6 separate regions of the Mus musculus genome follow, and all the other regions are linked to region 1. A link is a contact called in public ChIA-PET and HiChIP or PLAC-seq data. All regions are on one chromosome and are shown on one strand. The core of a region is the stretch at or near the end of the contact, and the rest is flanking DNA. Distances in the headings are between cores, read along the strand shown. Region 1 overlaps Adamtsl4 (ADAMTS-like 4). Region 2 holds the start of Gabpb2 (GA repeat binding protein, beta 2). Region 3 overlaps Prune1 (prune exopolyphosphatase). Region 4 has its middle 21 kb from the start of Gm30044. Region 5 overlaps Vps45 (vacuolar protein sorting 45). Region 6 has its middle 22 kb from the start of Anp32e.

Region 1 (5,228 bases), core at 1,810-4,309:
GGAGATCTGGTATCCTCTTCTGGCCTCTGTGAGCATATGTGGTATACACAGACACATACACACAAAACAGCAAAGTAAAACGCAGCAGGGGACTGGCCAGATGGCTCAGTAGGTGAAACTCCTTGTGTGGTAGGCCCGGCAATCTGAGTGAGGCTCTGGATCCCATGGTGGAAAAAGAGAACCAGCCCTTGGGCCCCTGCACTCACACACAAGCTGGACTCGCAAGCACACACCTTTAATTTCACTACTACGGAGGCAGAAACAGGAGAATCTCTCTGAGTCTGAGGCCAGACTGGTCCACACAGCCAGCTCCAGGATGACTAGAGCTACATAGAGAGACCCTGTCTTTAAAAGAATTGTACATACAGAAACAATAGGTTTCACACAAATAAATAAATAAATAGGTAAGATATGGTGTAGCTCAGTTGGCGGTGTTTGCAAAGCTGGCATGCATGAGGCCCGACTTTTGCTCCCCAGTGTCACATAAACCAGGTGTATGACACACACTCTTAACCCCAGCACCCAAGAGGTAGAAGCAAGAGGGTCAGAAATTTAAGTATCTCAGCTTTACACCAAGTTCAAGAACAGACTAGAACCCAGCTGTCTATCTCCTCTCCCAGGCTGGTATCCCCAGGGCTTCCTCACCTCCCAACACATAGGTCACTCTCCCTCCCAACAGTGCTCAGCCGAGTGCGGGACAGGAATCCAGAGACGCGCTGTGGTCTGCCTTAGGAGTGGGGAGACCCTTCAGGGAGACCCGGAAGCAGGAAGCACTGAGCAGGGCTGCCCTCTCAGAAGCCGCCCTCCCGATATGCGTGCCTGCAGTTTAGGGCCCTGTGAGAGGACATGGCGCTGGTTCACAGGCCCCTGGAGTGAGGTCAGCTGGGGGCCCTGAGATGCGGGACCGAAGGGAAACCAGTCCTGGCGAAGCCCCACATTTTAAACTTAAGAGTGATCTCTCTTCCCCTCCCTTACAGTGTTCCTCGGAGTGTGGGTCTGGCACACAACACAGAGACATTATCTGTGTGTCCAAGCTGGGGGCCGAGTTCAATGTGACTTCTCCCAGCAACTGTTCCCACCTACCCAGGCCGCCTGCCCTGCAGCCCTGTCAGGGGCAGGCCTGTGAGGACAAATGGTTCTCCACTCTCTGGAGTCCGGTGAGTGCCTGGCACCCGTGCCTTGCTCTCCTTGGGCCTCTAACAAAGAGGCCTGCACTCAGCCAAGCCTCTCTCGGCCCAGGACAACCCAGTCGACCTTTTGTGTTGTCCCACTTCCCAAAGACTTGCAGGACTGGGGGACCCTCTCCATTTGGGGTCTTATAATGTTCCTGGAGAATGTTCTACCACAGTCTCTCAGAGAGGAAGTGGGTGGCCTGGGGAGCAGCCCTGAGAACGTTAGACATCTGATCAGATGGCTGTGGTCTCCCCAGTGTTCTCGATCCTGCCAGGGAGGCATGCAGACGAGGGAAGTCCAGTGCCTGAGTGGCAACCAGACTCTCAGCTCCCGATGCCCTCCTCACCTGAGACCTTCCAGGAAGCGGCCCTGCAACAGCCAACCCTGCAACCAGCGACCAGGTAAAGAGCGTCCCACCCACCCCAGTAGAGGGGATGGAGTTGGACTATGGGCAGATATGAGAAGAGCTGGTGGGATTGGGTACCACGCTCCCAGAGGGGATGATGTCAGTCCAGTCTTGTGCCATTGACCTCTGTCCTCAGATGACCAATGCAAGGACAGCTCTCCACACTGCCCCCTGGTGGTACAGGCCCGGCTCTGCGTCTACCCCTACTACACAACTACCTGCTGCCGCTCTTGTGCCCATGTCCTGGAGCAGTCCCAGCTGGAACCGGCTTGAAACGGGTCCCAGAGACCCTGCCTTCGTGGTTTTCTTGTGCCACCCACTGACTAGCCCGCTCTGTACCCTCTGGCTTTTCACCTGGTCTCAGCCTTGCCAGAGGGATCCTCCAGGGTGAGAGACCTACAGTGTGATAGCTCAAGAAGTGTACCTGACCTGCCTGGGGGTCTGTCCTGTGTATGTTTATCACTTCCACAAAAGCAGCTTGAGAAAGAATAGGAAGTGGGCGGTGCCTGTATCCCTCATGCTTTTCTGGGCTGGGGAGAAAGGGGGAGAGAGCAAGGTTATATTTCCACACTAATCTGAGCTACATAGTGTGTGTCCCCCAGAAGTTCCAGGTCTGTGCCCCAATCCTCGTCTCCACATCTTCTAAATTACCCTGTTGTTCCCATCCCTGCCTTATCTAGTCTCTGTATTCCTACCTCCCTCATTAGCAGGGGCAGGGATCAGCCACTGCTACCCTACCTTACTGGGGAAGGACCACACCTCTCCAGGGCAGGGACCACTTGTGTCGAGGGTGAAAAAGAGAAACGTCAGCATAAGACATCCTAGCCCCAGTCGCCACTTCACACTGAAAATGATGCCCACCCCAGAAGTAATTTATTTTTTATTAAAGTTGGTTTTGACATAAACATGCTCTTCGTTATGTTCATGGGGACCCCACCATCCGAGCAATGTGAGGCCAGATGTGGTGTGGGAAGAGGAGCGGCATTTAGGGATGGGAGGAAGATGTGGTCCTCATGGGCTGTGGAGTGAGCTTCAAACCTGGGGCAGTCTGGATCAAGGGCCTAAGATTCTGTCCCACTACAGATCTGCAGATGGCTTACTGGCCACTAGAGGCCGCTACTTTTCCCAGTTTAGGAGCAGTAATGGGTGCTTGGATCCCAGCAGAGAGCCTGTGGTGGGCTTTTGGGTAGGCTCTTCCTGTTGTCTCTAGGAATCCAGCAGAACTTTTCAATGCAGGGCTAAGCTGGCTTGTGTGCGCACGAGCGTGGGGCATGCATGTTGCTTTTCAGGTTCTCTCGCTCTGGCCCTGTCTCCTCCTCTTTTACCCACTTCCCTGCTAGATGCCTGCTTACTGCTTTCCATGGGTGCATGGGGTGGTAACTTTGCCCCCTCTCTTTGCTCAGCAAAATCATAGGAGCTTGGCCCGCATGACTCTGTGACTGCAGGAGGAGGGAGGAGGGGCCAAGGCAGGACCAGATGTCCTGCCAGAGACACATTCCACAGAGATGTCTCACCAGGCCTCCTCCCTCCCCCACCACTTCCCTCTCCCTGTGTGTTTCTTTCAAAGTAAATAACTTGTTAAAGGTGGAGTGGACAGCCTTCTCCAGGGTCCTCTTCCCTGGCCCCTACAGTTGGTTCTGAGGCCTGACTTTCTTGCTGCCGATGCCCCGCTGGAGGCAGCCTTGTTCTGTCTGTGCCTCTTCAGACAGGCTGAGTATGGCCATTAGTAAAAGCCTGCAGACAGTTTTACTACTATTTTCTGAACACAGCTACACTCCTTGGATACCAAGTTCCCCTAAGAATAAAGTTGTTCCACTGTAGCAAACCCTTTGCTACATTAGAAGGGTACAAAGCTCCCTGCCTTGGGACTTAGGCTGTCCTCCCGCTGGATGTGGCTGAGCAGGAAGATGACAGCAAGCACAGTGTAAGGGGACTGAGTGGGTGACAAAGGAGGGGAAGGAAAATTAACCCCGGACAAACGGCTGAGGCGCCTGCTTAATATATCAAAGTGGACCTGACAGTCAACAGGTTCTCCCAGCATCCCTCAGTCGCTGTTACAAGGGTATGACTGGCACACCCTGTCTCCCAGCCCACGGGACTGGACTGCCCCTCCCTTTATAAGCAACCGTCCTGGCTACCTGCCCCTTTTGTACCTTTGGCCTACTGGTAGCTGGACCTGGTTTCTGCTCCCTTCCCCTCCCCCCTCTCCTCACAAGGTCAGGATCACTCTGAACTCTCCCAGATGTGGCTGCCTCTGGCTTTGTTCTTCTGATCTACTGTAAACTTTCTCCTTCGTCATACCTAGGAGCAGTCATATCTGTTCCTTTTTATTTCTTTTTTTTTTTTTTAATTAAAAAATAAAGCCATGGGTGATCCCAGCACGTGGGAGGCTGAGGCAGGAAGATCACAAGGCTAGCCTGGGCTATACTTGTGAGACCCTTTCCCCAAATACACCATGAAAAAAACCTGACTTTGGCCCAGGACAGGGGTTCCACAAGGAGGCTACAAGAATGCCCTGCCTCTGAAGAGGGTCAGGTGTGCTTCCTTCTTAGGTGACCCTGGAAGGACAGGCAAAGATGTAGGGACCAGAGAAATGGGGCCCAGGAGTCAGCTTCCAGATGCAGGCAGTGAACACAGAGTCCCCGAGCAAGGGAGGGGTGGCTGCCCTCCCAGCCCGCCCATCAGTTCCTGGAAACAGGGCTGGGGTGGAGGCCACAGCTCAGCTGACTTCCCCTCCCTTTTGAGGCCTCTTAGGGTTGTTGCTGGGCAGGTTTAGATTTTGGTCTGGGCTTGAGAGCCAATCACAGGTGGAGAATGCAGCCATAGCCCTCAAGGGTTCCCCCCAACACCTCCTTTCTTTTTCTGATCCCCAGAGCTTCTCGCCTCTAGCCTGGGGGGTGGGGGGGGAGGGGGCGGGAGCGGCGGTGTCTGCCCTCTACTCCTCACTGTAAAGAGAAGTCCCTGCAGTCCTCAGTTCATCTGCAAGCAGTGTGGGGTCAGAGCAGACGGTTCTGGGAAGGAAGGCGGGCCTGCCTTGAAGCACCCCTTTCTCTGGACCCCTAGAAGGAGCGGTGTGGCCAGACGCTGCTTTGTTGACCTCTGAAACTCTTTGGAGGGTCTGAGTAAGGAAGTTAAAACCCAAAGGGCAGATGGATGCGGTGCAGCCCCTGGCTTGCTGCACTAGGGGGAATTTAGGGAAGAACTTAGAGGAACTGGACCTTTGAGACTTGAGATGGGGGTGGGGGGAGTGATGGGAGCAAATGACATGCACGCAGAGAGCAAGCATGCAGAGGCCACTGCATGGCCAAGGAGTCCCCACTTCTGAGTGTCTGCTGCCCAGAGAGGTGGTTCTAGTGTACAGACGAACTGTATGGTCTGTAAGTTCAGCGGTGTTGAAGTGCGGCTGGGCGACAGAGTTTACTTGGCATGCATGAAACCCGAGGCCCTGCATTATTTTTTAAAAGCTCCCAGTGGTTAGGGGTCCCCTCCCCCTTACTTAAACTTCCTAGGGTAAATACCCTCTCAGTTTAAGCTGCAGCCTTTCTACTAAATTTAGCGACTAGACTTCCGCATCCCCCTTAGCCACCTGGTCAGCAGGAGCGCAGCTGCAAAGGTGGACCTGATGGAGTTTCAACACTCCCTCCCGGGC
Region 2 (5,228 bases), core at 1,652-4,151, 460 kb after region 1:
AGCACACACCAGCGTCTTGTCAAACCCTCAATACCACACACAAATAAAGAATGGGGACGGACTTTGGAAAGCCTCAAAAATCAGACCCAGAGGGGATGGCATGATTCAGTTCCTGCCTAGTGTGCATAAGGCCTGAGGTATATTACTAGAGCTAAAATTAGAGCCAAGAAGAACCTTGTGCAGTAGGCAGTCTGGTCAGCCAGAGGTGGGGAGAAGGTAGGAGCCTGGTGGTAAATAGCAAAAGAGTTCTTGATATTCGTCTTAGAAAACCTGACTGATTCACTAGAGCACACAGAAAAGAACAACTTAAGCAAGGGAAAGCACGGGGCAAGGAGCTTGCTCTATCGTGGAGACTAACACGTGATTTGCTCTTCCTCAGGGGATCATGAGGGACCCTGTAAGTAGCCAGTACAGCTCCTTTCTTTTCTGGAGGATGCCCATCCCAGAACTGGATCTGTCGGAGCTGGAAGGCCTGGGCCTGTCAGATACACCTACCTACGAGAGCAAGGATAGCAGCAGCGTTGGCAAAATGAACGGGCAGGCATCTGGGACGGAGCAGAAGAACCCTGAAGGTGACCCCCTCCTTGAGTACAGCACCTTCAACTTCTGGAGAGCGCCTATTGCCAGCATCCACTCTGTCGACCTGGACTTGCTTTAAGGCCAAGATCTCTCTCCCACCCCGTACCTTCATTATCTTCCCTCTTAAGTCCCTTCCTCTCTAAGCCTTCCACTTTAATCTTGTTCTCTTCCCTCTATTGTGCTGGTGGTGCTGATGAATCTGCCAATTGAATTGTAGGTTTGTATGTATGTACGTACTTATTTATCTATCTATATTTATTTATTTATTTATTTATCTGCCTACTCCGTTTCTCTCAAAAGCCCTCTAGGCACAAAGTCAAGGGTTTAATCAATGGAGTACTAGATCATAGGATTTCCTCCCGTCAGCCCGGAGAATATTAACTAATCCCAGAAAAGAATCACCCTTATTTGAGGCACCACAGAGAGGTACAGTTGTGCAAAATGGGAGACCAATTATTTTGTTTGTTTGTTACATTTTAATCAACTTCAAAGATTACTTGAGCCTCCCTAATGTCCTCTACCAGGCCAGTAAGCAAATACTGCTTCAAGAAGTAATGAGAACCTGGAAGTTTTGAGACACTTTCTACAAAACAGGATTTCTAAAAGGCTAAGATAAGAAATGCTGCTGCTGCTTACAATGCATTCTCTTCCCCAGAAACACGCAGGCAGTTAAAGGTGGGAAACAAAGGAGTGGGATGAGGAAAAACATCGCACCGTTTCAGAGGTAGCTCCTTTAATATCCAGCTCTGCTTCCAGCTGTGGGTAGAAATGCTCAGAAAATCAGATTTGAGTCTTCACAGGGAAACTTCACTATGAGGATAATTCCTAAAAGACAAAAGATGTATCTGATCTAAAGAAACACCAGAGTATTATTAGGGGAATTTATATAAAATTGTGATTTTGTCATGGAACAGGCAGATGTTTTGGTCCTAAGTATTTTAGCTTTGCCTTTCTGTAGTTGCAGTATGTGATAGGAATCAGTGATTCCTGACACAGTTCTTTGGCCGCCATAAGACCGTGAAGTAAGCAGTTATGTTCAGACCCTACCCGTCCCCATTCCTTCCAAAGCTATTGCAGATGAATTGCGGAGCTGTTTATTCATTTATGGAATAAAGACGTTAAATCCTAAGTCTGGGGCTTAGTTTTTTCCATTCCAATGAAGTACTACAGATTTTACTCACACTTCCGAATCCAGCTTTCCCTTTTATCTTTTTTTCTTTCTTTTTTTTTTTAAGTGAAGCTTTTCTTTTTATTTTAAAAAGATTTACTATACTATATATGAGTACACTGTTGCACTCTTCAGACACACCAGAAGAGGGCATTGGGTCCCATTACAAGTGAGCCAACATGTGGTTGGTGGGGATTGAACTCAGGACCTCTGGAAGAGCAGTCAGTGCTCTTAACCACTGAGTCATCTCTCCAGCGCTTCCTTCTGTCTGTCTAATATTTGACTTTGAAGAACAATTTAGGATTTGGACATAGCTCAATGGTAGAAGGGCTTGCCAAGCATCTACAAGGCCCTGCTAGGGTTCCCCTGTAAGCAGCCAGTGCTCAGAGATTAGCCACGCCCCCCAGCCCATTATTAACTTTTAAATTTGTGTGGTTTTCTTCGGAGGCGGGCCTTGAACTCAGAGAAATCCACCTGACTCTGCTGGACTCTGCTAGGGTGGGCCTAGCACTTTGGTATTAAATTAGGAGACCTGTGCCTCCTGCTGTGATCAAAGGCGTGTTTGTTATTATTACTGATTTTAATTTTTAGTGTGCATTGGTGTTTTGCCTAAATGTATGCTTGCTTGTGTGAGGGTGTCAGATCTTGGAGTTAAAGGCAGTTGTAAGCTGCAATGTGGGTGCTGGGAATTGAACTGGGGTCTCCTAAGGCATTGCTCCAGCGTCCTGTTATTGATTTTTGAAAGGTTTTCTCCGAGCTTTCTCTCGGTCCTTATATCAGTTAAAATGGTGAACAGAAACCAAGATAGACTGGTAAATGAAAGACATGCAATTTCATGTCCCATCCTATTCTAGTCTTCCCCCCAAAAGTTCAGGGGTTCTTTCCTGACCTATATTCAGGACACTGGGAAAGTGTCCGGTCAGACAGGAGTGCATAACCAGAAGGTCCCGAATAGCGGAAGCAAGATTCTCCCCCAACCCTCAAGTTAGCCCGGCGTTGAACCAGCAGGAAGGTAGAGTGCGGACGCCAACACGCACCAGTAACCAGTTCCTCCGAGCGCTGCACTGGTTGGCGCCAAAACTACCATCTGCGTCCGTCCCCTGCCGGAACTATCCCTCACGTAAGCCACGTAATCGGTGATCCTGCGCCTCGCTAAGTAGTCCCGCTCAGGATGCCCGCGGTATACGTTTTTCCAGCTCACGAGGTCCTCAGTAGGAAGGAGTCGGACTCAGAGGTGCGTTGAGGTCCTGAGAGAAGGGCAAAGTGGCTCCGCTAACCCATTTCCTTCAGATTCCTCCGCCAGGACGTATAGTCACAGCGCCTTCACTTCCGGGTCCGCCATTTTATTGCCTCCATTTCTCCGTGAGGGGGGGTAAGGGCCCCCCCAAATATGCATATGTGAAAAGGCCGAAAAGTGAGGCCGCTGGCAAGGAGTCTTAACTAGAGAAAGAAACGGGACCAAACTGGCGGGCCCAGTGAGAGCGAAGCCGGCAGCGCTCCGGAATAGGTGAGGGGGAAAGGACACGCAGGGTTCCGGAGCTTCCGAACTGCGATGCAAGGGGCAGTGATAAGTGGCCGGCCCAGCCCGGCCAGGACCTGTGGGCGCCGGCCTGCACACTGCCGGAGCGGGGGTGGCGGCGGGGGGGAGAGGGACCAAGAGGAAGGGGATGCTGTCGGGAGGAAGGGGAGGGGACTGGGAGGTGAAGGGGGTGGGTGGAAGACCTGGGGCTGGGGAGCTGGACTCCGGGAAGCCAAGGCCACATGGGGTGACCACGAGGGGGCGGTGTGGCGCAGGAGTCCGGGCTGCCACTACAGACTGGGGCTCCCACTTGCAAGTTGGCGCCCCTGAGTTTGGCAGAGTGCTGATGTCAAAAACTGAGGGATATGTGACTAGGGAGGAAGTGGGAACTGGACTTTTCAAGGTCCAGTAATAACGTGAAACTTTAGTAAGTTCATAATGTGAACAAGAGCAGTCATGGACTTATATCCAGTTCTCAACACAGATGCTTGTACAGCTGGCCTCCCAGTGGGAATGTGTGGGGGGTGAGGGGGGGGAGAAAAAGAAAAAAAAGTACAGACCGAGAATTCTTCAATTGCTTTCTTTCTTAGCGTGCACCTCTTGTCACAGATTTCCTCCAGGAATTCTGCTGTCTCCCTCTTCCTATAAAGGATTTTCTCTAGTTTCCAATCCAATATTTGGGTCTTACTATGTAGTTTGGATTGGCTGCCTCACAGCGATTCTCTAACCTTAGCCCCTGGAGTGTTGGAATTACTGAGGTGAGCCATGTTTTTTGTACATGCTTTGCAAAGAACAAACCACCACACCCAAATGATAAACAAAAGTTATTATTCTTTGGTAATGGGCTGCTTTGTCAAGTGCTCAGGCACTCCATGGTTATTAAAATATTTATTGAAAGTTCTGAACACTAAGTACTCAGTGCTTGAGAAGAGGAGAGAGAAAGATCCAGGTGTTCAAGGCCAGCCTGTGCTACTTGACCCAGAAAGGTCTCCTGGTCTTGTTTTGTATTTTATTGGCTTCCTATTCCTAGGAGGCAGGGTTGGGAGTATAGCTCAGAGGCAAGTGTGAATGTAGCATGCCTGTGGCCCTGGATTCAACTCCTAGCACAGAGGGACTAGGAAGAGAATTTAGAAAAATCTTAGGATACACACTAGACAAACGCTCATGTGAAGTTTATGTGGATGCATATCCAGTAAGGGAGAACAGTTCCCCTCTGTAGCATTCAGAACCATGGGGTTGTATAGGTTGGGCAGGTGGAACTTAGCATATAAAGCCAGCGAGACTGACAGTCTTGAGTTTGATCCACAGAGTTGAAGGAGAGAACCAACTCCTGCGAGTTGTCCTGTGGCTTCCACATGCTATGGTGAGTGAATACACACAGAAACACACACAAGCTAATTAGTTAATTTCAATTGCCTATGTTATTCTCTGGTCTTAGGGTTCTACCAGCCTTTATGTATGGGGAGCTAGAAGAATGACCCACCAGTCTCCCCATAATGCTTTTTATTTAAAATACTTTATTACATTTTGTGTATGTGTGCTCACTTACACACATACCATGACTTTCATGCATGTGGAGATCAGAGGACAACTTAGAGGATGTGGGAGCCGGGCGTGGTGGCGCACGCCTTTAATCCCAGCACTCGGGAGGCAGAGGCAGGCGATTTTCTGAGTTCGAGGCCAGCCTGGTCTACAGAGTGAGTTCCAGGACAGCCAGGACTACACAGAGAAACCCTGTCTCGGAAAAAACAAAAAAGAGAGGATGTGGGAACTGGGGATCCATCAGGACACCAGGTTGGCAGCAGATATGTTCACCCACCAAGCCGTATATAGACCTCACTGATCTCCAAAATCATCGTCTTGCAAATGCATTTTAATCTAGGTAGATGCTATAGGTTAAATCAGGAGTGACAGGGCAGGAAAGAAGGCATGTCAGAAGTCATGTCCCTGTCAAGTAACCAA
Region 3 (5,228 bases), core at 976-3,475, 410 kb after region 1:
GACAGCACATGACGGTAACCCCAGTGCTAGCAAAGCTGAAATAGGAAGACCTAAGAGTCAAGGCCCGTTCGGATCAATAGTAGAGTGCCTGCAGTTCCTCACATGCAGTCCCCAGTGCTTTAAAGTCAGGATTATAACTACTCTCTTCTTTTTTTTAGACAGGAACTCAGATAGTCTGTGCTGTCCTGGAACTTGGTATTTAGCTGAGGCTGGTCTTGAATTCTGATCCTCCTGCCTCCAACTCCCAAGTGCTGAGATTAACCAGCATGTGCCATTGCATCCAGCACGGTAGTGCTTGAAGTATGTGCCTGTCTATTTGGCTGTTATAGAGGCTGAACAGTCAGTTAGTGGGTGTGTAAGTATGTAGGATGATGTCTGAGTGAAAATAAAGCCCATCTGCTCTTAGAGATGCCTTAGTCTAAATGCATTTGAGGATCGTGGGCGCTCAGGAGATGAATGGGAACTCGGGTAATGGCCTCAGTTGTTCTGTCTCCCTCGGCATTATCAGCAGCTGGACTTTTAAAAGTTCTATGCCCTCTGTGCTGGCACACACACACACCTTTAATTCCAGCACTGGGGGGAGGGGGACAGAAGCCGGTAGATCTCGAGTGTCGTAGGGAGGTCATATCTCAAACCAAAACACAAAGGTTCCTGTGCGGAGATGGCCGTCTTAAGGTTCCTATTGCTGTGAGGAAACACGGGTCTGTTGTGGGAAATATTTTTAAAAACGATTGAACCGGAACGTTCCCGCGCTCGTGCCTCTGCCCTGGCAGCCTGGCTGGTCAGGCTTTCTTATAGAATCTAGGATCACCAGTCTGCCAGTAGGCTGGACCCTCCCAAATCAACCACCAGTTAAAGAAAATCCCCTGCAGGCGTGCCTGCGTGCGGCCCAGTCCTATGGAGGCATTTTCTTAATTGAGGCTCCTTCTCTCTAGTGACTGTAGCTTGTGTCAAATTGGCATAAAACGAGCCAGCACGATGGCTAAATAAAGTACTTATCATGAAAGTGTAAGGACAGAAGTTCAGATCCCCAGAAGCCATGTAAAACCAGCTGGTACAACAAGCACCCGTAATCTTAGTGCACCTACAGCAAAGCAGGATGGAAGCCAGAACCCCTGGGAACTTGTAGGCATGCTGGAGTGACCAAGAGATGCGTCCCCCAAAAAGAAGGAAGGAGGGGACCAACACCTGAGGCTGGCACCGTGCTTACATAGGCACACACTTGCATGCACACACAAATTCACTGAAATAAGTGGACATGACAGGCCAGCTCATGCCTCTCAGGTAATCCCAGCATCTGAGGGGCGGAGGCAGACGACGGATTCAAGGCCACTCAGGGCTGCAGAGTGAGAACTTCTCTAAAGCCAAGCCAACACAAATCTCCAGAGAAGTTGCAGCAACAGCAGCAGCAGCTCTTTTGCTGTGGGCTATGCGTTTACTTTCTTAGCGTAGCAGATAAAGCAATGAGTGTGGGTGAAGGTGCCACTAAGTCCAGGTCCCTGGACCACATGGCAGAGAGTCTGGAGAACAGCTCTCCCAGGGGTCAAACGTGCGTCATCAGGCAGACACCCTTATCCGCTGAACCTTCTTGCTGGTGAGAGATTATAACTTAGGGATGTAAAAATTATTCATGTAGTTTGAAAATCGGGGTGCTGAGTGGCTTAGGCCTGGAACCCCGGAGGGCGTGGCTTAACTGTCCATTTCCAGAGCGTTCTGATTGTGCTTACAGCGAGTGCCCGAAGAAGCATGAGCAGTCTGACAATGGCGTAGTGTTCCTCTGAGAGTTAGCATGCAGGGACACAGGTGAGCGGAGGGGAAAATGCATCTTTGGGATGTATATGGCTGCTTAAGGCCTAGCTTTAAAACTTAGGCCCTCTCTGCTGATCCCTGTCATGGTATCATCTCTGAGGGTCAGCGAGAAGATGTATGTGATGCCCCACTTGAGTGAAGTAACGGAAATACACAGAGATGGTTTATCAGTTCTCCCTCCCCTCCAGGATTCCAGGCCTCTACATGTCGTGCTGGGAAATGAAGCCTGCGACTTAGACTCCATGGTGTCTGCTCTCGCCTTGGCCTTCTACCTAACAAAGGTGAGTATAGAGAAACAGTCCCTTGGAGTGAAAAGATTTGGATCAAGGCCCAGCTCTGCCACTTACCAATGTTTAGCCTTGGCTAAACTGAAGTGAAATCTCATGTGGGTGATGACTCATGTGTAAGCCCTTGGAAGTGGGATAAAGGCCACTGTGTTTCATAGACAGACAGACAGACAGACAGATGTTGGAAGCAGGAGGCAAGAGGATAAGGGTCATTTTGTTTCATTAACAGATGGGGGGGAAGTGTGGGGAGGCTGGAGAGATGACTCAGAGGACCAGGGTTCAGTTATTCCCCAACACCTACAGGGTAGTTAACAATTTACTTTTCCAGTTCCAGGGGATCAAAATGCCTTCTTTTGACCTCCACAGGCACCAAGCACACCTATGGTACACATATGACACAGAGGCCAAATATTCAATATAAAACAAGGTGAATAATTCAGTAAAAAATCAAAGTTGGAGAGTGGCTGGGCTAGCTCAGTCAACAAAGGCCTCAGTTTGTAAGTCCAGAGTATGACCCCTAGAATGACATAAACAAAGTCAGATGTGGTGGCACTGCCTTCTCATCCCAGCACTAGGGAGGCAGACAGGCAGGTCTGGGGGCTCAGTGGCTGGCCAGCCTAGCCTACCTGTTGAGTTTCAGGCAAGCAGGATGCTGGTGCCTGAGAAATGACATCCGCGGTTGTCCTCTGAGCTCTACACGTGCTTATGCAGGTACACATGCACCGGTGCACAGCACAAAGGATAAAGATCCCCGAACTTTGTCGAGTACTGTGTTACCCTCTGGGACGTGTAAGACTGGTTTCGGGGATGTCTTTCTATTGCTGTGAAAAGACACTATGACCAAGGCAACTCTTTAAAAAGAAAGCATTCGTCAGGGAAGGGGACGCACACTTTTAATCCCAGCGCTCAGGAGAGACAGGTGGATCTCTGAGTCCCAGGGCAGCCAGGGCTACACAGAGGAGTCCCTGTCTCGAAATACAAAACAAATCAAAAAAGCAAAAGAAAGGAGAAAAAAAAGCATTTAATTGGGGCTGGCTTTACGGGTGCAGAGGGTCAGTCCACTGTCATCATGGCAGTGGGCATGGTGCCATGCAGGCAGGCATGGTGCTGGAGAAGTAACTAAGAGTTCTACATCTGGATCCACAGGCAGCAGGAAGAGAGAGCCACTGGTCCTGCCTTGGACCCTTGAAACCTCAAAGCCCACTTCTAGTTCTACATCATGCTTCCTCCAATAAGGAAGGCCACACCTTCCAATCCCTCTCAAATAGTGCCACTCCCTTGATAACTAAGCATTCATACATATGGGCCTAATGGGGTCATTTAAGCCACCACAAGGAATTTGCAAAACCATAAAGTTATGTTTAAATAGCTTATTATTGCGGTTCCTTATGGATACCAATGATCTAGAATTTATCTTTCCCAGGTTTTTTTTTTTTAATTGAGACAGGCTTTCATTTATTTCACATTGACACTGAACTCACTAGTCAGCTGAGGGTAGCACTGAATATTTAATTCTGCTTCTGCATCCTGTATGCTAGGCTTATAGGCATAAACCATCATATGGTGTATGCAGTGTTGGGAATTCCTAGGTCTCTTGCCTGCCTGGTAAGCATTATACCAAATAAGCTACATCTTTGCCAGCCCAGGTCAATTAGAAAGTTTTTTGTTGGTTTGTTTGTTTTTTCAAGACAGGGTCTCTCTGTGTAATATCCCTGGCTGTCCTGGAACTCTCTTTGTAGATAAGGATGGGCTCAAACTCATAGAGATCCACCTGCCCCTGCTTCCGGAGTGCTGGGACTAAAGGCTTGTGCCACCATACCCAGCAACATATTTACTTTTACTTTATGTGTATGGGTGTTTTGCCTGTATATATGTCTAAGCTCCAAGTGTGTGCCAGGTGCCCTCAGAATCCAGAAGAGGGCATCAGATTCCCTGGGACCAGAGTTATAAATGGCTGTGAGCTACCCTACCATGTGGATGCTGGAAATGGAACCTGGATCCTATTTCCTGTAGCTTGAAGTCTACCTAGGTCTTTTCCTTAAAATAGCTTGTTGACTTCCATGTCATTGCTAAGATGGAGGGCAAGGACCATTCTCTCAGAACATTAGGGTGCAGCTCAGTTGTAGAATGTGTGCTTCCATGGTCAAGGCACTCGCTCGGCTTGCTTATCCAGTATTTAAAAAAAAAAACAAACCATCCCTTTCTTTTCTTTTTTTTTTTTAAAATATATTTATCTATTATATGTAAGTACACTGTAGCTGTCTTCAGACACCCCAGAAGAGGACATCAGATCTCATTACAGATGGTTGTAAGCCACCATGTGGTTGCTGGGATTTGAACTAGGGACCTCTGGAAGAGTAGTCAGTGCTCTTAACCACTGAGCCATCTCTCCAGCCCCATCCTTTTATTTTCATAGGCTTGATAATTGTGGCCTTGAGAAGTGGTAACTTACCCAAGGTCATGTCTTCTTTGGCCTTCTGTTTTGCATTTGTGTATTAGGGAGAGAACTCAGAACCCAACCTCAGGGTCAGAGTTAGGGTGGGGGTTACTTTTTCTTGCATTTTCCTAAGCCTTATTATGTCTTCTTTTCAATTCTGTAACCAGACGTCTGAAGCTGAAGACATCTTTATACCAGTTTTAAATATAAAGCGTTCTGAGCTTCCTCTGCGCGGGGACAATGTCTTCTTTCTCCAGGAGGTTAAGATTCCAGAGCCAGCCCTGATCTTCCGGGACGAGATTGACCTCCTAGCCCTGCACCAGGCTGGCCAGCTCACCCTCATCCTTGTTGACCACCATATTTTACCCAAGTAAGTCAGTGAAGGACACTCGGCCTGCACGGGGAGAAAGGAGGAAGGAGAGCCGTCCACTAGAGTCTCAAAGGCTCATTTGTTGTCATTTTTTCTCGTTTGTTTGTTTGCTTGCTTCTCGTGTGAGATAGGGCCTCACTATGCAGCCTTGGCTGGCCTCTAAATCACTATGTATTCCAGTCTAGCCCTGAAGTCAGAAATCCACCTGCCTCGGAGGCTAACTATAATTGATGGGTCATATCCAATAAAAAAAAATAGTATCACTTCTCTAGTTATGTGATGTTTATGATATAAAGAAACAAAAATATATAGTTAAATAATTATT
Region 4 (5,228 bases), core at 1,383-3,882, 410 kb before region 1:
CTAGTTCCAGGGCATCCAGTGCCCTCTTCTGGCCTCCACAGGCACCAGGCACATACATGGTACACAGACATACATGCAGGCAAAACACTCATACACATAAAATAATTTTTTAAATTCTGGAATCATTTTATACCTGCGCTTGCTTTTCTTTCTGTGGCACTGGATACAGAGCCCAGGTCCCCACTCACACCAGGAAGAGCTCTGCCTGACCAAGACCCCCAGGACCTAGTTATACCCTTATTTGCTTTTGTCACTTCAAAGTACATCATAAGTATCTTTCCACAGCTTAGTCTTCAGCAGTATACTTGTAGACAAACTTCCTAAACCCCACTTGACCACAGTCCTCACCACTCCCTATACCATCACACTCAGTTACTTGATAACCATCTAAAGGCATGCGAGACTTCTGTACACCCAAACATGATTTGTAGCAATTGCATATTACTTCCTTTGTGTTATGACCATTCCTTCCTCCTCTTCTTTCTCTATCTCCCTTTTTCCCTCCTTCTTCCCCCCTTATTATCATTGTATTATTGAGAATCAAACCCAGAGCCTTAACCATGCTAGGCAAGTACTCCACACTCGACTATTAAGATACATACCTAATCCTTTTCTTTTTTTTTTTTTTAGATTTATTTTTAATTGTATGTATGCCTGTGTGTCTACATGTGAGTATGTGCACATGAGTGCAAGTGTCCTCAAAGGCCAGAAGAGGGCGTTGGATCCTCTGGGGCTGGAGTTACTGGCAGCTGTGAGCCACTTAGTGTGGGTGCTGGGAACTGAACACTGGTCCTTTGAAAGACTGATACCTGCATTACTGCTGAGCCACCTCTCCAGCTCTACCACCCCCAGCCCTTATTCTTAGCCGGCCTCTATTGTTAGACATTTAAGTGGTCTAACTCATTCTCACGCATGGAAGAATGTGCCCATCCACCCAGCCTTGAGAGGCTGATTCAGACCTTGTGTTCGTCACAGCCGCTAGCCCACCTAGGGTGGAATCTTCCTATCAGGGTAAAGTCCATTGTCCTGCCACATCTGCTGCTTCCTCCAAGACTCCACTACCTGCTGAGAGGCTGAACTTGTTTTCCTGATGAGATCCTGGCAAAGTGGGGGATGGGTTCCCACCCCTTTATAAGCTCAGGCTCATAGTAAACATTGGTCGTTAATCAGAAACTTTGTCTTGGTCTCATTCTTCTCTTGCTGTCTACCCACACAGCCCGAGCTTTCCGTTCAGGAACCCAGGAACCCGCGGCCGCTGGTGGCTCCAGAAGAAGTCTTTTTATGTATGGGTGTCTTGCCTGCATGTGTGTCTGTACATCACATGCTGTATGTGTGGTGCAGCAAGGAGTCCAGAAAAGGGGATTAAATCCCCTGAAACTGGAGTTACAGTTGGTTTTAAGTTGACATGTGAGTACCCAAAACTGAACCCAGGATTTCTGCAAGAGCAGCCAGTGCTCTTAACCACGGAGTTATTTCTCCAGCCCAGAATCTTAACCCTGATCTTCAGTGACATCCACGATTATTGAAGTTTCCCTATGCTTCAAAGATACTGTTAGTGGTATGTAATTAGAGTAAGAGACAGAATATTTTTGGTCTCTGCTAACCTCTGTCATTAAAACCCAGAGTTAGCATGAGTCTAACTGCTTTTAGGTGTCACCTTTTGCTTGTCACGGTGACCCTCACAAGATCAGCATTATTCAGTATTGTACTGAACAGAACTGAGGGTCGGATGGGTTCAAGAAATTCGCGTAACATCAGATATGGTGGGTAGTGCATGACTGTAACCATACCTGAGGAGGCGGGAACAGGGTGATTGTGAATTTGAGGGTGGCCCAAGAAAAATAGTGAGACCCTATGAAAGAAAAGAAGGGAGGGAGGGAGGGAAGGAGGGAGGGAAAGAGAAAAGGGAGGAAGAGGAAAATATTGTGTGAAGGTATATAACAATAAACATAAAAGTCAAAATTCAAGCCCAAATTAAAATTAAAGCACATATCTAGGTACCTCTAATAATTCTCTTTTGTTTAGCACTTTTATTTAATGCTTTGGTTTTTTGAGTATTTTGTCTGCCTGTATGTATGTGCATAACATGTGTGCCCGGTGCTCATGGAGCCCAGGAGAAGGCATTGGATCGCTTGGTACTGACGTAGATGGTTGTGAGCAGCTATGTGGGTGGAGACCCAAACCTGGGCCCTCTGTGAGAGCAGCAAAGTTTTAAGTTTAACAGCTGAGCCCTCCCTCCAGTGCCTTGCTTAGCACTTTTAGTTTGTTGTAAAGGCATCCATATAGAATGGCCCTAACAAGGGTGTGGCTACAGCGAAAAGGCACTGTAACCAATTCATAGCTTAGGCCAGGACAACAGCGCTCACCAGAGAATGTGCAAAAAACAAAGGACCCAGGACCCATTGTGTTCTCCCGAGGTCGGAACCAGCACCCTATCGCTCTCAGAACTTAAAATCGCTCCCGTAAGCACTTTCAGCTAGATGTAGATGAAAGTACTATAGATTTTCCGCTTGCTTAGGCTTCTCTGGCTGCAGCAGGAATGCCAATGACAGAGCCGTGACGGGCCCTCTGGCCAACTCCAGCACAGCCTCATTCAGCAAGTTTGTCCTTTTTCTGCTGTTGCTCCCAGCTGACAGAGCTACTTTTAAAAAGGAAGTCATTTCTGCAAACCCATTTGAAGCAAGCTCATTCCTCTCTGGTGGTTGGCAGATAAGACTCTGGCAGAATAATCTAGAAATCTCTCTTCCAGCGCTAAAATAGAAGTGCTTGAGTTTTTAGTTGCTTTTTGCGTTGTTGTGCTGGTAAAGTATAAATATATTAGCAGGCCTTGGTTTATCCAAAATAACATACTTTGGATGTTGCAGTTTTTAATTTTATAATTAATAATGGATTTTTAAGATGTCAGCGCACTTTGCAGCACTGAAATTCATTGCATGATTAATTTAAGCAGCTTTCTTCATACATCACCCTCTTAATAGCCATCTAGTACTTAAAGACTTTCTGATGAACAACATAAGCTAAGTGTAAGAAGACAGTAAGCACTTGAATCCGACTAAGGGGCAGAGGGCGAGTACAGGATGGGGGTCATGGATACCCCAGCAAAGTAAGGACATTTGGAACACTTAGTGTCCTCTAGCATTGAACTATCAGTCTTTAGAAAAGAGAAAAAAACAGTTTGACACCCCATCTTGAGAGTGCTCATCAGCACATGTCTCTGTGAGCCTCCTCCTGTAGGTTACATCTTTTTTTGTTTTTGTTTTTTTGCTTTTAGATTTTTTTTTTTTTTGAGCACATGGAAGAGTGTTTTTGTCTGCAAGGACATGTGTGCCTCACATTGCTTGGTACCTAGAGAGGCCTGAGCAGGGTGTCAGGGGAGGGGACCTGGAATTAGAGGTGGTTGATTGCCACCATGTGAATGCTAGGAACCAAACCAGGTCCTCTAGATGAGTCAGTGCTCTTGACTGCTGAGCTAGCTCTCAAGCCCCCATGAATCTCTGTTTCAACACAGGATACCTTACCATGAAGATTCTGGCCTCAACATACTGTTGGTTTTATCATCATCATCATCATGGAGATATGAAAGATTAAAATGCAGAAAAATTGCTAACTATAAAAAAATGGGACAGTCATTGACATCCATAGCTGACAGTTGTAATAACACCCTTCTCTTCCTGTGACTGAAATGGTCTCTGCTTTGTCTCCTTCGAGCAGCCTCCACAGAACTGCTGGCCAATAGCGATAACAGCAGGCACTCTTGTTGCCTGGCCTTCTGATGTCTCAAAATCAAATATAGCGTTTATGCTTGTCTTATTCAGGGTCTCTATTCCTGCACAAACATCATGACCAAGAAGCAAGTTGGGGAGGAAAGGGTTTATTCGGCTTATACTTCCATGCTGCTGTTCATCACCAAAGGAAGTCAGGACTGGAACTCAAGCAGGTCAGGAAGCAGGAGCTGATGCAGAGGCCATGGAGGGATGTTCTTTACTGGCTTGCCTCTCCTGGCTTGCTCAGCCTGCTCTCTTATAGAACCCAAGACTGCCAGTCCAGAGATGGCACCACCCACAAGGGGACCTCCCCCTTGATCACTAATTGAGAAAATGCCTTACAGTTGGATCTCATGGAGGCATTTCCCCAACTGAAGCTCCTTTCTCTGTGGTAACTCCAGCTGTGTCAAGTTGACACAAAACTAGTCAGTACAATGCTTTTAATAAGAAGGGCTGGAGAAGTGTCTCAGAGGTTAGGAGTACATGCTATAATTCCAGAGCATCTGAGTTTCTTTCCCAGAACCCACCTCAAGCAGGTCACAACTGCCTGTAGCTTTAGCTGTAGGGGGATCCAGCACCATCTTCTGGCCTCTGTGGGTACTTGCGGGTGCATGCACACATACATACACAATTTAAAGGGAAGCTTTTGTTATTGTTTTGTGGGAGGAGGTTGTTGTTGTTTTGTGATTTGTTTGGGGCTTTTTGGGTTGGTTTGTTTGGGATGTTGTTGTTGTTGTTGTTGTTGTTGTTGTTGTTGTTGTTGTGTTTTGAGACAGGATGATCTCACTATGTATCCCTGGCTATCCTGGAAATAACTTCCTATATAGACCAGCCAGGCCTCAAACTCCTGGAGAGCCACCTGCCTCTGCCTTCCTCGTGTCGGGATCCAAAGTATGTACTACCATACCTGACAAGAAAAGTTTTGTATAAGTGGTTCAGTGAGATGAGGAGAGGGCCTTATTCTGCTACAGTAACTTTTATTGGGACAGAAGTTAAATTTCATCTTTTTAAAATTGCATTACAATATATTCTTGGTTTCTTTCTTTCTTTCTTTTTCTTTTTTTTTCCCCTCATTACAGTGAACATATTCTCCAATTTCAACTATACTTATAACCTGGGATTAACCCTGCTTGATTAATAACAATTAGTTCAAAAAAATATGTGCACCTGTCATGTGCCCGGCACTTTTCTTGATAGCTGTGATATATTAGGGAGCTGGTGATAGTTCAAAAGATAAGTTTGGGCCTGTTGTTCTTTTATCCATTGCAGAATATTAATCTTCATAAATGAAGTTGACTTGTTTTCTTTTCTTTGATACTATACCTGTATGCCTTCTTTTCAATGTTAGTTTAACTTAAATAGATACAAATGTTTAATTGCTTTCTATGCTATACACATGTATACATAGCAAATGAATTTATCTTTTTTGTTTTTCTTTTTTAAAAACAGATTTATTTACTTATT
Region 5 (5,228 bases), core at 699-3,198, 360 kb before region 1:
ACTGACTGAAGTTGAAGTAGTCTGCACTCCTTATGCCACCAAGGAGATGACTTGGGAAAGGCAAGAGAAACGGTGGCTGACTCCATCTTTCCTACGGCTATTACATGGGGAATTATTTAGTCCTTCCACTAAATAAGAAGCAATTGCCATTCTGTAGTTGAAACATGATGGCGTGTGTGTCCGCTGAGCTGTGTCTCTACCACTCTTACACAGGAGGCCATTCAAGTGAAAGCACTAACATTGGTTCTGTCTTTCTTCAGAATGTGAAGAGACTCCTGCAGAATCCGAAAGTCACAGAATTTGATGCAGTTCGCCTGGTGATGCTTTATGCTCTACATTACGAGCGCCACAGCAGCAACAGCCTGCCAGGACTCATAGTGGACCTCAGGAGTAAAGGTGTTGCTGAGAAGTATCGGAAGGTAACCTGATGAGTGTGCTTATGTGTATTTTATTGTACTAGAGATGGTCTCACTCTGCAGCCCTAGGGAAACCTCACCCTTAGGTCCTCCTGACTCAGCCTCCCAGATGCTACGATTACTGCCATGTGCTTACTCTGTTGCTAAAATTCTTTCCCAGGGGGAGATTTAGGCAATGTCTACCCCCTCCTCCTATGATCCCAAGAACAAAACCAGTCATGGTTCTGCCACAGTTTATTGGAGTTCCTGACAAAGCACAGGTGAGGGGTGTGGGTGCTCCTCTCCCTGGGAAAGCCTTTACCCAGCAGGGATGCGTGCCCCCCCCAATCCTGCAGAGATAGTGTTCCCCTTCTCTAGTTCCCCCTCCCTGTGTCCCCTTCCTGAAGCCATATGCCATTAAGGCAGAGTTGCATACAACAGGTGGTTAGGAGCAGCTGGATAATCTGGTGGGTGGGGCACACGCAGTCACAGAGGCCCGCAGAGAGGAGTCTTTAGCAAGGGCACAGCTGAGCTCCCTAATGGCAGTTGCTTGGCTCAGAGAACACTCACTCACAGCATAGCACAAAACCCAATCCCAAATTTATATAGTAAGCCCAAACCACAGAAGCCACGTCTGTTATAGTCTCAGCCCCAACAAAAAATACATCATATACTGTTTATTTACAAGGTGCACAGTTCCGTCCTCTCGTGTCTTCATTGCCCTAATAAAGTTATTTTTTATGAAATGAGCTTCCTGATACCTAAGCAATAAAAAGTTGTTTCTTCTTTTTTTCTTTTATAGCTTGTGTCGGCAGTTGTTGAATATGGTGGTAAACGGGTTAGAGGAAGTGACCTCTTCAGTCCCAAAGATGCTGTGGCTATTACCAAGCAGTTTCTCAAAGGACTGAAGGTATAGCTTTAGTCTGAGTGTGGCTGATATGATTCTAACAGTATATTCTGAATTGTAGAGCTATGTCCGCCCAGTGAATCCACAAAGGACAATTTCTTGAAACGCTGCCTCTGTGCTGTAGTGTGCCTGCACTGCCAGGGAGCCGAGCGGGACTGATGCAGTGACGGGTCACTTCCAGGAAGTGTGCACAGTTCTGCCAGTCACAGCTCTTTTTCCCGTGTTTGTAATTTAAACTGTATTAAGCTAGTGCTTGCGCTCACTCTCTCTCTCTCTCTCTCTCTCTCTCTCTCTCTCTCTGTGTGTGTGTGTGTGTGTGTGTGTGTGTGTGTGTTGGTGGTTTGTGGTTTTTCTGTTTTTTGGTTGGTTGGTTGGTTTTGTTTTTGAGGAGTCTCATGTAGGGCAGGCTGGTTTCAAACTCACTATGTAGCCAAGGATGACCTTGAATTTGTCCAGCTCCCAAGTTCTGGGTATACACCACTACAGCAAGTTTATGCTGTGCTGGGAATAGAATTCAAGGGTCTATGCATGATAAACAAAGTCTGCCAACTGAGCTGCACCTCAAGCCCACAAGCTTCTCTTTGAAGGAAATTCAAGAGAAAGCACAACCATCCGTTGCTGGGAAGTCAGTCACACAGACAGAGGACAACAATAAGTGTGGCTCACTTTCTCCACTCACTAGTGAAGTCTTGGCCACAGTTAAGATGGTCTTTCCATGTGAGGTAACATAATCAAGGCAATTCCTTACAGGCATGCCTAGAAGTCCATGGACCAGGTAATTCTAGAGTCTGCCAGGCTGACAGTGCCTTCACGGGGCTCTCGTAGGCCAGCTTTTTACTTGGTAGGAAGCTTTTCTGACGGCCCCCCCGTGTTCGTGGGGTGGGGGGCACTGTACCAGCGGCACCGCTTCTCTGGCCCCTGGCCTGTTCTTAGCTTTCCATGAGTTTCCTGGTGTTCTTCTACCCTATGGCTTACCAACTCTGCTACAGGCCTTTCTTTTTGTTTCACAAAGAATGAGATTCAGACAAGATAAAAGATTCCAGATTTTTAAATTCCTTGAAAAGTTTATTGAAGCCATATTGAAAATAACTAGCCTTAATTTAGTACTTTTTTAAAAAATTAGTACTTTTGTAAGATTGGAACAATTCTGTCTAATTAAAATAATTTTTACATATTCTAAAGTTCTAGACTGGGGAGATGGTTCACTCAGTGAAGTGATTGCTGCTCAAACTGGAGTTTAGATCCCCATCAAATACATAAAAGTCAAATACAGTGGTGTGTAACTGTACCCCACAGTGCTGAAGTGTGTGCATAGAAGGGGGAGGGGACCCCCTCAAGCTCTCTGGCCAGCCAGTCTAACCAAACCTGAGAGCTCTGGGTTCAAGAATAGAGCCTGTCTCGGAGATGATGGTGAAGAGGCACTGAGGAGAGCAGCCAGTGCTGACCTCTGACGTCCATGTGCGTGCACACACATCCACACCTTTACTTACACACAGACACAAATGTCCTGTTGGGGTCTGTTTGATTTCTATCCAGTTCCAGTTTGATTCTATCCCATAAGGCTTCCATTGAGTATATGTTCCTTTTCTGATGTATCATTACTGTCATATTGCTAGCTTCCCCAAATAACATGAGAACCATTTCCATATTTTAGGGAGTGGAAAATGTGTATACACAGCACCAGCCTTTCCTGCATGAGACCCTGGATCATCTCATCAAAGGAAGGCTTAAGGAAAACCTCTATCCTTATTTAGGCCCCAGCACACTCAGAGACAGGTAAGGTAACAAAGATTAGAAATAAAAACTAGGATCACAGAACAAGCCAGAGAAACTGGAAGTGCCCAAGACATCCAGATCTTGGCCTTAGAGAAACAACCTGCCATGTAGGGACAGTGGGCACTACTAAGAGCTGGGTTCCGAAGTCCTGTGATTGTAAAAACATCTGAATTCTGCCAACTGACTTATGCTTAAGATGGGGTCCTGGACTTAGCCTGATTCTCAGTTGGTAAATCTGTGAGCAGTGAACTGAGATCTAATCTATGCATGAACTTGGGACCTACAGAAACTACAGATCTACAGACTGTGTGTCTTTACGTGTTACAAACTGTCCAGTCTTAATTATCAGAGTTCAAGCTTGGTCTGGCATTGCAGGCTGAACTCCTAGGTAGTGCAGCAACTGAAACAGTAGGATGGCAAATTCAAGGCCTGCTGAAGCTAGAGAGTGAGTTCAAGGCCAAAGCCTGGATGACTTAGACCCTGTTTCAGTTTTTAAACATGTGGGCAGAAGAGGGCTTTAAGGGGAAGGAGCTGAGAAATAACTTAGGGGCACTCTGCCTGCCTCCAGGCGTGGGCTCAGGGTTATTCTCCACACTCAAAAGAACTGAAGTCCATACTTAGTCTGAATGAAATACTCCTATGTCCACTGTTGAGAACACACAGCACAGGCATGCACCCCAAAAGCAGGTTTTTGAGACTGTAACAACCTGTGTAAGACTTTGCCTTCCACCAGACTCAAGACCAAAGCTAACCATTTACTAAAGGAAGATTTCAATTTATTTATGTCCTTTCTGAGAGGAGTTAACAAAAATTTTCTCCAAACTCTGACGATTTCTTTATTTCTAGCATACAAATATGCAGTCTTATTATTCTACCAACTTTCTGGTAATTTGTTATATAACAATAAAAATAAAAAAATAAAAAAAAGACAAAAACTAGAGGAGGCAGCAAAGATGCTCAGCAGGTAATGGTGCTTACCGCCAAGCCTAGCGGCCCGAGTTCCAGCTCCAGGATCTCCACGGTGAAGGAGCCAAGTCCTGAAGTTGTCCTCTGACCTACATACACTCCACGGTTCGGGTGCTCGCTCGCTCAAGCTCGCGCTCTCTCTCTCTCTCTCTCTCTCTCACACACACACACACACACACACACACTTTCACACACACAAACAAACAAATGAATGTAATGATACTAGGTGACAGTCACTGAGAAGCGGGTGTCAAGACCTGCTCCTGGTCACACTGAGATGCTGATCGCTGCCCCCTTGGCCATTTCAGGGTGAAGAGTCTTTTGGTGTTGCATGTGTCCGCCTTACATATGCGCCCCCTGCTAGTCCTGAATCATTTACTTGCTTTGGGTTAAAGAAGCAGGTGTTGTGGAGGGGCCCAGATCCTCTCCTATATTCTGTATTTTAGCAGCATATCAGTTTCCTTATGTGTTCTGTGGCATCTGTCTTTTGGCGTTTCCAACATTAATGCCCAAAATAAATTTGCTCTCTGACTGCCAGCCAGAACAGGTTATTACTGGTCTGGGTAGGATTGGACTTGGCCAAGTGTGGCCAGCACACCAGCTGAGAGACCTGATTAGCAGAGGCCATTTGTGTCCCAGGAGAAAAGGTTGACTTTCTTTAGTTAAAACTAATTAGAGGTTAGTTAATTTTAATGAAAACAACTTGTCCAGATCAGGTTACTTAAGCCAACCTTAAATTTAAATATATGCAAATTCTACCTAGTTAAGAATTATAATCTTATAGTTTTTTGAAGATTACATTATATAAAGTGCCCAACATATACAGTTGGTATCAGTTGGGTAATTGAATGTGAGAATTTTACTATTGATTATAAATCACCCATTATTTCAACCAGTAATTATCTAATAGCATTAGCAGTTTATTGTATAGATATAATGAAATTCAGAAAATGTTTGGAGATTTATAGGTAAGCGACTCTTGTACAGTGTGTGATTTTTTTTTTTTTTTTTAATGAGTCCCTTAAAAAGAAAACTGCAGCTGGGCAGTGGTGGCACATGCCTTTGATCCCAGCACTTGGGAGGCAGAGGCAGGCGGATTTCTGAGTTCGAGGCCAGCCTGGTCTACAGAGTGAGTTCCAGGACAGCCAGGGCTACACAGAGAAACCCTGTCTTGGGAAAAAAAA
Region 6 (5,228 bases), core at 1,583-4,082, 280 kb before region 1:
GTGGGGGTCAGTGGTGAGGGTTGTTTTCTTTTGAAGACAGGGTCTCTCTGTGTAGTCCTGGCTGTCTTGGAACTAGCTCTGTAGACCAGGCTGGCCACAAACTCACAAATATCTGCCTGCCTCTGCCTCCCAAGTGCTGGGATTAAAGGCGCTCACCAGCACCACCTGTTTCCTCCTTTTTTTTTTTTTTTTTAACTTATTATATGTAAGTACACTGTAGCTGTCTTCAGACACACCAGAAGAGGGCATCCCATTTCATTACAGATGGTTGTGAGCCACCATGTGGTTGCTGGGATTTGAACTCAGGACCTCCGGAAGAGCAGTCAGAGTGCTCTTAACCACTGAGCCATCTCTCCAGCCCCTGTTTCCTCCTTTTTAATAGGACTGCCAGGAAATGTTAAAAACATCTGTGGCTTGAATTCTAGCCAGCATTGTATGTCATTTCAAGAGTGCTGATCTAGAACACAGACCAAGAACTATTGCAAACGTACAACCTCCCTACAAATGAGTACATCAACACACAGGTGTAGACCCCAGTAACTCTCCCCAGCACATCCCATGAGTCACAGTGGGTGGGCATTGCAGGAACATGGTGAGGTGCAAAACAGACGATCAGACCTTCCCTGAAATGAGCAAATGAAGTTCTAGCGTCCTGTCAGCCTCCTGGGTCCAAGCTGTCAGTGCAGCCATTTCCCTGCTTGCTCTTTCTCTCTGGCACAAAGGGTCTGCTCAGACTTTGTTTGGCAAGGCTGGAGTCATGAATTATTCACTTTGCTGTCTACTGTGCAGGTGCCTCAAGCACAGGTATCCATGTTTGTTAAACAAGATGCCTTTAACAATAGCTGGATCTGTGCATAATTTGGCATTTTTTAATCTGTGAACCACAAATGACTCCCAAAGACTGAACACACAAAGACTAAAAGGAAAGCAAATTAGAGTGACAGCTGTGACTACCCCACCCCCACTGCTGTTGCCTTCCTTGAATCCTGGGGCCAGTGCACTGAAGCCTAACTTAAGAAAAGGATACACTAATTAGTGTTTATGATCAAACTCACTGAAAAGATAACAGAGGTCTGTCTCAGCTTTTGAATCCTGCTCACCAAGAACAGAATTCATCTGTTGTGCCTCTCATATAGCATTTTGAAGTCTGGGTTATGAAAAACAAGAGCTACAGAAATAAGCTATAGGAACAGACCATATACGTATGTAGTTTGGAGGAAGTGACTGGGTACCGGTGACGGCCCATTCTCCCCCTGTAAACTGGCAGGCACCACAGATCATCTCCTTTATCCACCAATAGTGAGGTGTTAGTCAATAGAAAAGAGACATTTAAAAACTTGCAGCAATGGTGCACACCTTTATCTCAGCACCTGGGGAGGCAAGTGGCTATCCCAGTTCCAGGCCAGCCTGGTCTACAGATTGAATTCCAGAACAGCCAAGGATACAGAGATACAATGTCACAAAGTGGGCAAAAATCCAAGTGTTTTACCACCTCTCCTTCTTCAAATAGCAGGGACCAAACCACTAGCTTTGTGCTACACTCTGCTCCATCCTTGTCTGTTTGAGGATAGGACTGGCTATGTGGCCTAGGATGGCCTGCAGTCCAAGACCTTTTCCATGTTTCTCAGACCTCCAAAGAAACTTCTACTGTACAAAACAAACTGATGCAAACATTCTAAAGTGGTTCGTTGGTTCTAATAAAAAGGATTTAAGGATGATTTTACTTTGATACTTTTGACAAACTACCTTCAGCTGTGATTGACTAAAAGACGGAAAAATAAGTCCTAACTCTCTCTGTAATGGACCTTTACAAAGTCTCTCTGTTGGAATCACTCGTTCGGTAAAGAAAGAGCCTTCGTGTTTTTTGTTTGTTTGTTTTTTCGAAGCAGGATTTCTCTGTCCTGGAACTTACTTTGTAGACCAGGCTGGCCTCGAACTCAGAAAATCGCCTACCTCTGCCTCCCAAGTGCTGGGATTAAAGGCGTGCGCCACCAAGCCCTGCTGTCTTCCTGTTTTATGTGTAGTCTCGGAGTCGGTTTTCTTCAGTGCTTTCTCCCAGCACCTGCTCAACTTGACTGATGTAGTTTTAAGTTTTATCAATTAGCAGCAGTTCCAGGAGTAGGGAAAGGGGATGGATAGATAGGAGGGTTAGCTCCTGAGGACAAGGTCAGTGAAAAATGTGTACAAACAAGCTGGACAGTGGTGGCGCACGCCTTTAATCCCAGCACTCAGGAGGCAGAGGCAGGCGGATTTCTGAGTTCGAGGCTAGCCTGGTCTACAGCGTGAGTTCCAGCACTGGCTGCTCTTACAGAGGACCAATCCCCAGAGGCTCCCAAGCATCTGATACCTCCGAGGGCACCAGGCACACGAGTGATACACACACACACACACACACACACAAGACATTCATACACATAAAATCTAAATTAAAACAAACAAACAAACAAAAAAACTAGCCCTCACCGGGCAGTGGTGGCGCACGCCTTTAATCCTAGCACTTGGGAGGCAGAGGCAGGCGGATTTCTGAGTTCGAGGCCAGCCTGGTCTACAGAGTGAGTTTCAGGACAGCCAGGGCTACACAGAGAAACCCTGTCTCGAAAAAAAACCAAAAACAACAAAACAAAACTAGCCCTCATTTCTTTAGAAGACACATAACGTTGCTGTTTCCGATTACTGGCTAACCAGGGTTGGGCGATAGTCTTCAACATCAGGCTTTAGAATGATGCAACACTGAAATTGGGAATCATTAGGCAAACGTTGCGAGACCCGAAGGACAATGAACAGCGTAGAGGATCCCTGAGGTCCGTGATGCGGAAACTCCAGAGCCGTGCTTCCGGCGCGACTGCGCATGCACGGGAGCTCTGACAAGGGATGGGGCGGGGGTTGGGGGGGTGGTGGAGTGAGGCCGAGCCTCGTGACCAGAGCTGCGGCCCAGTGGAGTTTAGAAAGGCGTCCTTGTGATGGGATTCGGTCAGGTCGAGTCTGTCCCTTAGCCCCTGGGGCAACCGTGTCTCACTCCCAGGAGCCCAGGCCTGGCAGGTGCATCCGACGTAGTCGATCTGACGTCACATCCGCCTTCGCTAGCTCCGGAACGAGTGCTCGATTTGCAGTTCTGTCCTAAGTCCTGTTCTTGGCGGACCCCAGCAGGGCGCTCTGCTGTAGTAGCAGCAATTAGAAAACGGAAAATAAAGATTGGAAGCTCGGGATATGCCCAGGGACTGCGGCAGAGGACTGACTTCCAAAAGCATTTAGATAAATGGCATGACCTGTTCAAGCCTATCAAGACCCGATACGTGGCAGCACGCTGGCTCGACCCGGGGATCGCGGTGGGAAACGCGACCTTAGAAGAGTCTCCTTAAAAGTTGGCGTCTAGCGCAGCACCTCCTGCGAACTGCAGCCCGGGAACCCCATATTCCGATATATACAGCTTTATTACAAAATAAAATCTGTAAAATCTTATAGATGACTGTGAACATCCACTTCTGTATTTGCCAGGCACTGGCATAGCCTCATACAGCTATACCAGGGTCCCTTCAGCAAAATCTTGCTGGCATATGCAATAGTGCCTGGGTTTGGTGGCTGATTATGGGATGGATCCCCTGGTGGGGTAGTCTCTGGATAGTCCATCCTTTCATCTTAGCTCCAAACTTTGTCTCTGTAACTCCTTTCATGGGTATTTTGTTCCCTACTCTAAGGAAGAGTGAAGTATCCACCCATTGGTCTTCCCTCTTCTTGATTTTCTTGTGTTTTGCAAATTGTATCTTGGGTGTCCTATGTTTCTGGGCTAATATCCACTTATCAGTGAGTGCCCCCAATAGAGAAGCTAGAGAAAGCACCCAAGGAGCTGAAGGGGTCTGCAACAATAGGTGGAACAACAATATGAACTAACCAGTATCCCCAGAGCTCGTGTCTCTAGCTGCATATGTAGCAGAAGATGGCTTAGTCGGCCAACACTGGGAAGAGAGGCCCCTTGGTATTGCAAACTTTATATGCCCCAGTACAGGGGAATGTCAGGGCCAAGAATTGGAAGTGGGTGGGTAGGGAAGCAGGGCGGGGTGAGGGTATAGGGAACTTTCGGGATAGCATTTGAAATGTATATAAAGAAAATATCTAATAAAAAATCTGTAAAATCACTTGGAATTCGAATTTTTTAAAATTCTCATTGTTAATCTTATCCAGAAAAATAATCTAATCTACAAATAATTCTCAGAGCTGCAAAGATGGATTTAACTCAATATTCTCAGAAAAGGGGGGGGGGGGTTGGTGGGATAGTGGCTTGCCCGCAGGTGGGACGGTGTCCATTGGCTCCTCGGCCATGTAATACCAGCACTCTGGTAAAGCAAAACTGTTTGAGGTTAGCCTAGGCTAGACTAAGATCCTACCTCACAAAACGTTTGTTGTTGTTGTTGTTTTTTGTTTTGTTTTGTTTTGTTTTTTCAAGACAGGGCTTCTCTGTGTAGCCCTGGCTGTCCTGGAACTCACTTTGTAGACCAGGCTGGCCTCGGACTCAGAAATCTGCCTGCCTCTGCCTCCCCAGTGCTGGGATTAAAGGGGTGTGCCACCACGCCCCCCCCCAAAAAAAAACTTTTAAAGCAGTTTCATTTACAGGTCTTTATTCATTCTAATAATCCTGACAGCTCTCTGCATGGGCGTGGTGCTTCCAAAAGTAGCTAAGCGTGTGCCCTAATATAAAATCCCAACCTTATTAACATTGAGGGTTGTTTTTGCTTAAAACAAAACAAAACCTCGATTTCATGTTCTCTAGTGTGAAGTTTGTAAAAGCCAACACCGATCATATGTCGCTATCAAAGATTGTATGCTCTTTTCTCTGGGTGGAGAACCCACTCCGCCCTGTGGAGTGACCCTGCCCAGGAAGTCAGTCATAGGCAGTGCGTAGGGTTGAGATTATGGCCCTCTTACAGTCTATGTATTTAATGGTGGATGCACATTTCTCTAAGGAGGCATCCAAATGATGCTCTCTCTCTCTCTCTCTCTCTCTCTCTCACACACACACACACACACACACACACACAGGGAAATATTCAAGAACTTAACTGAAATACATACTTTCCTTCGTCTTTCTTAGTCACGGTTACCCTACTATAGGGTCTTAGCAGGTTAAGAAGCCCTAAGACTTGAACAACTTGAACTTGAGCTGAAGGTGGCTCTGCAGTTAGGAGCACTTGCTGCTCTTACAGAGGCTCAGGTGAGTTACCAGCTTACACAGC

Evidence for each region. ChIA-PET counts read pairs in DNA pulled down with a chosen protein or histone mark. HiChIP or PLAC-seq counts read pairs in DNA pulled down with a chosen protein or histone mark.
Region 2: a FOXA1 HiChIP or PLAC-seq map of pancreatic cancer cells shows a contact between it and region 1. The contact joins the promoter of Gabpb2 here to the enhancer-like site in region 1. A contact is called at or near these places in 2 of 39 promoter capture datasets (liver and neural stem cells), 2 of 484 Hi-C or Micro-C datasets (CD4 T cells and embryonic stem cells) and 3 of 115 datasets of contacts at active chromatin or transcription factors (craniofacial prominence, effector CD8 T cells and pancreatic cancer cells).
Region 3: a contact with region 1 is called in a FOXA1 HiChIP or PLAC-seq map of pancreatic cancer cells. The contact joins two enhancer-like sites. A contact is called at or near these places in 2 of 115 datasets of contacts at active chromatin or transcription factors (extraembryonic endoderm stem cells and pancreatic cancer cells).
Region 4: an H3K27ac HiChIP or PLAC-seq map of microglia shows a contact between it and region 1, with 4 times the contacts expected there. The contact joins two enhancer-like sites. A contact is called at or near these places in 2 of 39 promoter capture datasets (hematopoietic stem and progenitor cells and liver) and 2 of 115 datasets of contacts at active chromatin or transcription factors (microglia and pancreatic cancer cells).
Region 5: an RNA polymerase II ChIA-PET map of memory CD8 T cells shows a contact between it and region 1, with 170 read pairs. The contact joins two enhancer-like sites. A contact is called at or near these places in 1 of 39 promoter capture datasets (liver), 1 of 484 Hi-C or Micro-C datasets (the G1E-ER4 cell line) and 1 of 115 datasets of contacts at active chromatin or transcription factors (memory CD8 T cells).
Region 6: a contact with region 1 is called in an RNA polymerase II ChIA-PET map of memory CD8 T cells, with 306 read pairs. The contact joins two enhancer-like sites. A contact is called at or near these places in 1 of 484 Hi-C or Micro-C datasets (embryonic stem cells), 2 of 115 datasets of contacts at active chromatin or transcription factors (memory CD8 T cells and microglia) and 1 of 9 other capture datasets (adipose tissue).

Annotation. Positions count from the first base shown.
Region 1 is chr3:95,673,457-95,678,684 of GRCm38.p6, reverse strand. Adamtsl4 (ADAMTS-like 4) reads left to right here. Exons shown (of 18, transcript NM_144899.3): 15 at 680-877; 16 at 978-1,157; 17 at 1,430-1,574; 18 at 1,716-2,484. The coding sequence ends at 1,852. Gm52627 (a long non-coding RNA gene) reads right to left here. Exons shown (of 2, transcript XR_003954671.1): 2 at 2,443-5,228. Among named protein-coding and RNA genes, the nearest start is that of Gm52627, 3.9 kb to the right of the region's middle. Within about 2 kb of position 3,059, at least 274 of the 459 cell types and tissues checked have an H3K27ac peak or open chromatin away from gene starts, as enhancers often do. A contact at or near this core is called in adipose tissue, embryonic stem cells, liver and 4 more, where this site is marked.
Region 2 is chr3:95,215,615-95,220,842 of GRCm38.p6, reverse strand. It overlaps Gabpb2 (GA repeat binding protein, beta 2), which reads left to right and starts at 2,901. Exons shown (of 10, transcript NM_029885.1): 1 at 2,901-3,254; 2 at 4,575-4,629. Mllt11 (myeloid/lymphoid or mixed-lineage leukemia; translocated to, 11) reads left to right here. Exons shown (of 2, transcript NM_019914.4): 2 at 380-2,299. The coding sequence starts at 386. The coding sequence ends at 658. Gm16740 (predicted gene, 16740) reads right to left here and starts at 3,386. Exons shown (of 4, transcript NR_108026.1): 1 at 2,785-3,386; 2 at 1,294-1,404.
Region 3 is chr3:95,265,093-95,270,320 of GRCm38.p6, reverse strand. It overlaps Prune1 (prune exopolyphosphatase), which reads left to right. Exons shown (of 8, transcript NM_173347.2): 2 at 1,998-2,090; 3 at 4,701-4,903. Among named protein-coding and RNA genes, the nearest start is that of Prune1, 14 kb to the left of the region's middle. Within about 2 kb of position 2,225, at least 32 of the 459 cell types and tissues checked have an H3K27ac peak or open chromatin away from gene starts, as enhancers often do. A contact at or near this core is called in pancreatic cancer cells, where this site is marked.
Region 4 is chr3:96,080,320-96,085,547 of GRCm38.p6, reverse strand. No RefSeq gene overlaps it. Among named protein-coding and RNA genes, the nearest start is that of Gm30044, 21 kb to the left of the region's middle. Within about 2 kb of position 2,632, at least 17 of the 459 cell types and tissues checked have an H3K27ac peak or open chromatin away from gene starts, as enhancers often do. A contact at or near this core is called in microglia, where this site is marked.
Region 5 is chr3:96,028,856-96,034,083 of GRCm38.p6, reverse strand. It overlaps Vps45 (vacuolar protein sorting 45), which reads left to right. Exons shown (of 15, transcript NM_013841.3): 11 at 261-419; 12 at 1,198-1,305; 13 at 2,957-3,078. Among named protein-coding and RNA genes, the nearest start is that of Vps45, 27 kb to the left of the region's middle. Within about 2 kb of position 1,948, at least 81 of the 459 cell types and tissues checked have an H3K27ac peak or open chromatin away from gene starts, as enhancers often do. A contact at or near this core is called in memory CD8 T cells, where this site is marked.
Region 6 is chr3:95,948,910-95,954,137 of GRCm38.p6, reverse strand. No RefSeq gene overlaps it. Among named protein-coding and RNA genes, the nearest start is that of Anp32e, 22 kb to the right of the region's middle. Within about 2 kb of position 2,832, at least 443 of the 459 cell types and tissues checked have an H3K27ac peak or open chromatin away from gene starts, as enhancers often do. A contact at or near this core is called in adipose tissue, embryonic stem cells, memory CD8 T cells and 1 more, where this site is marked.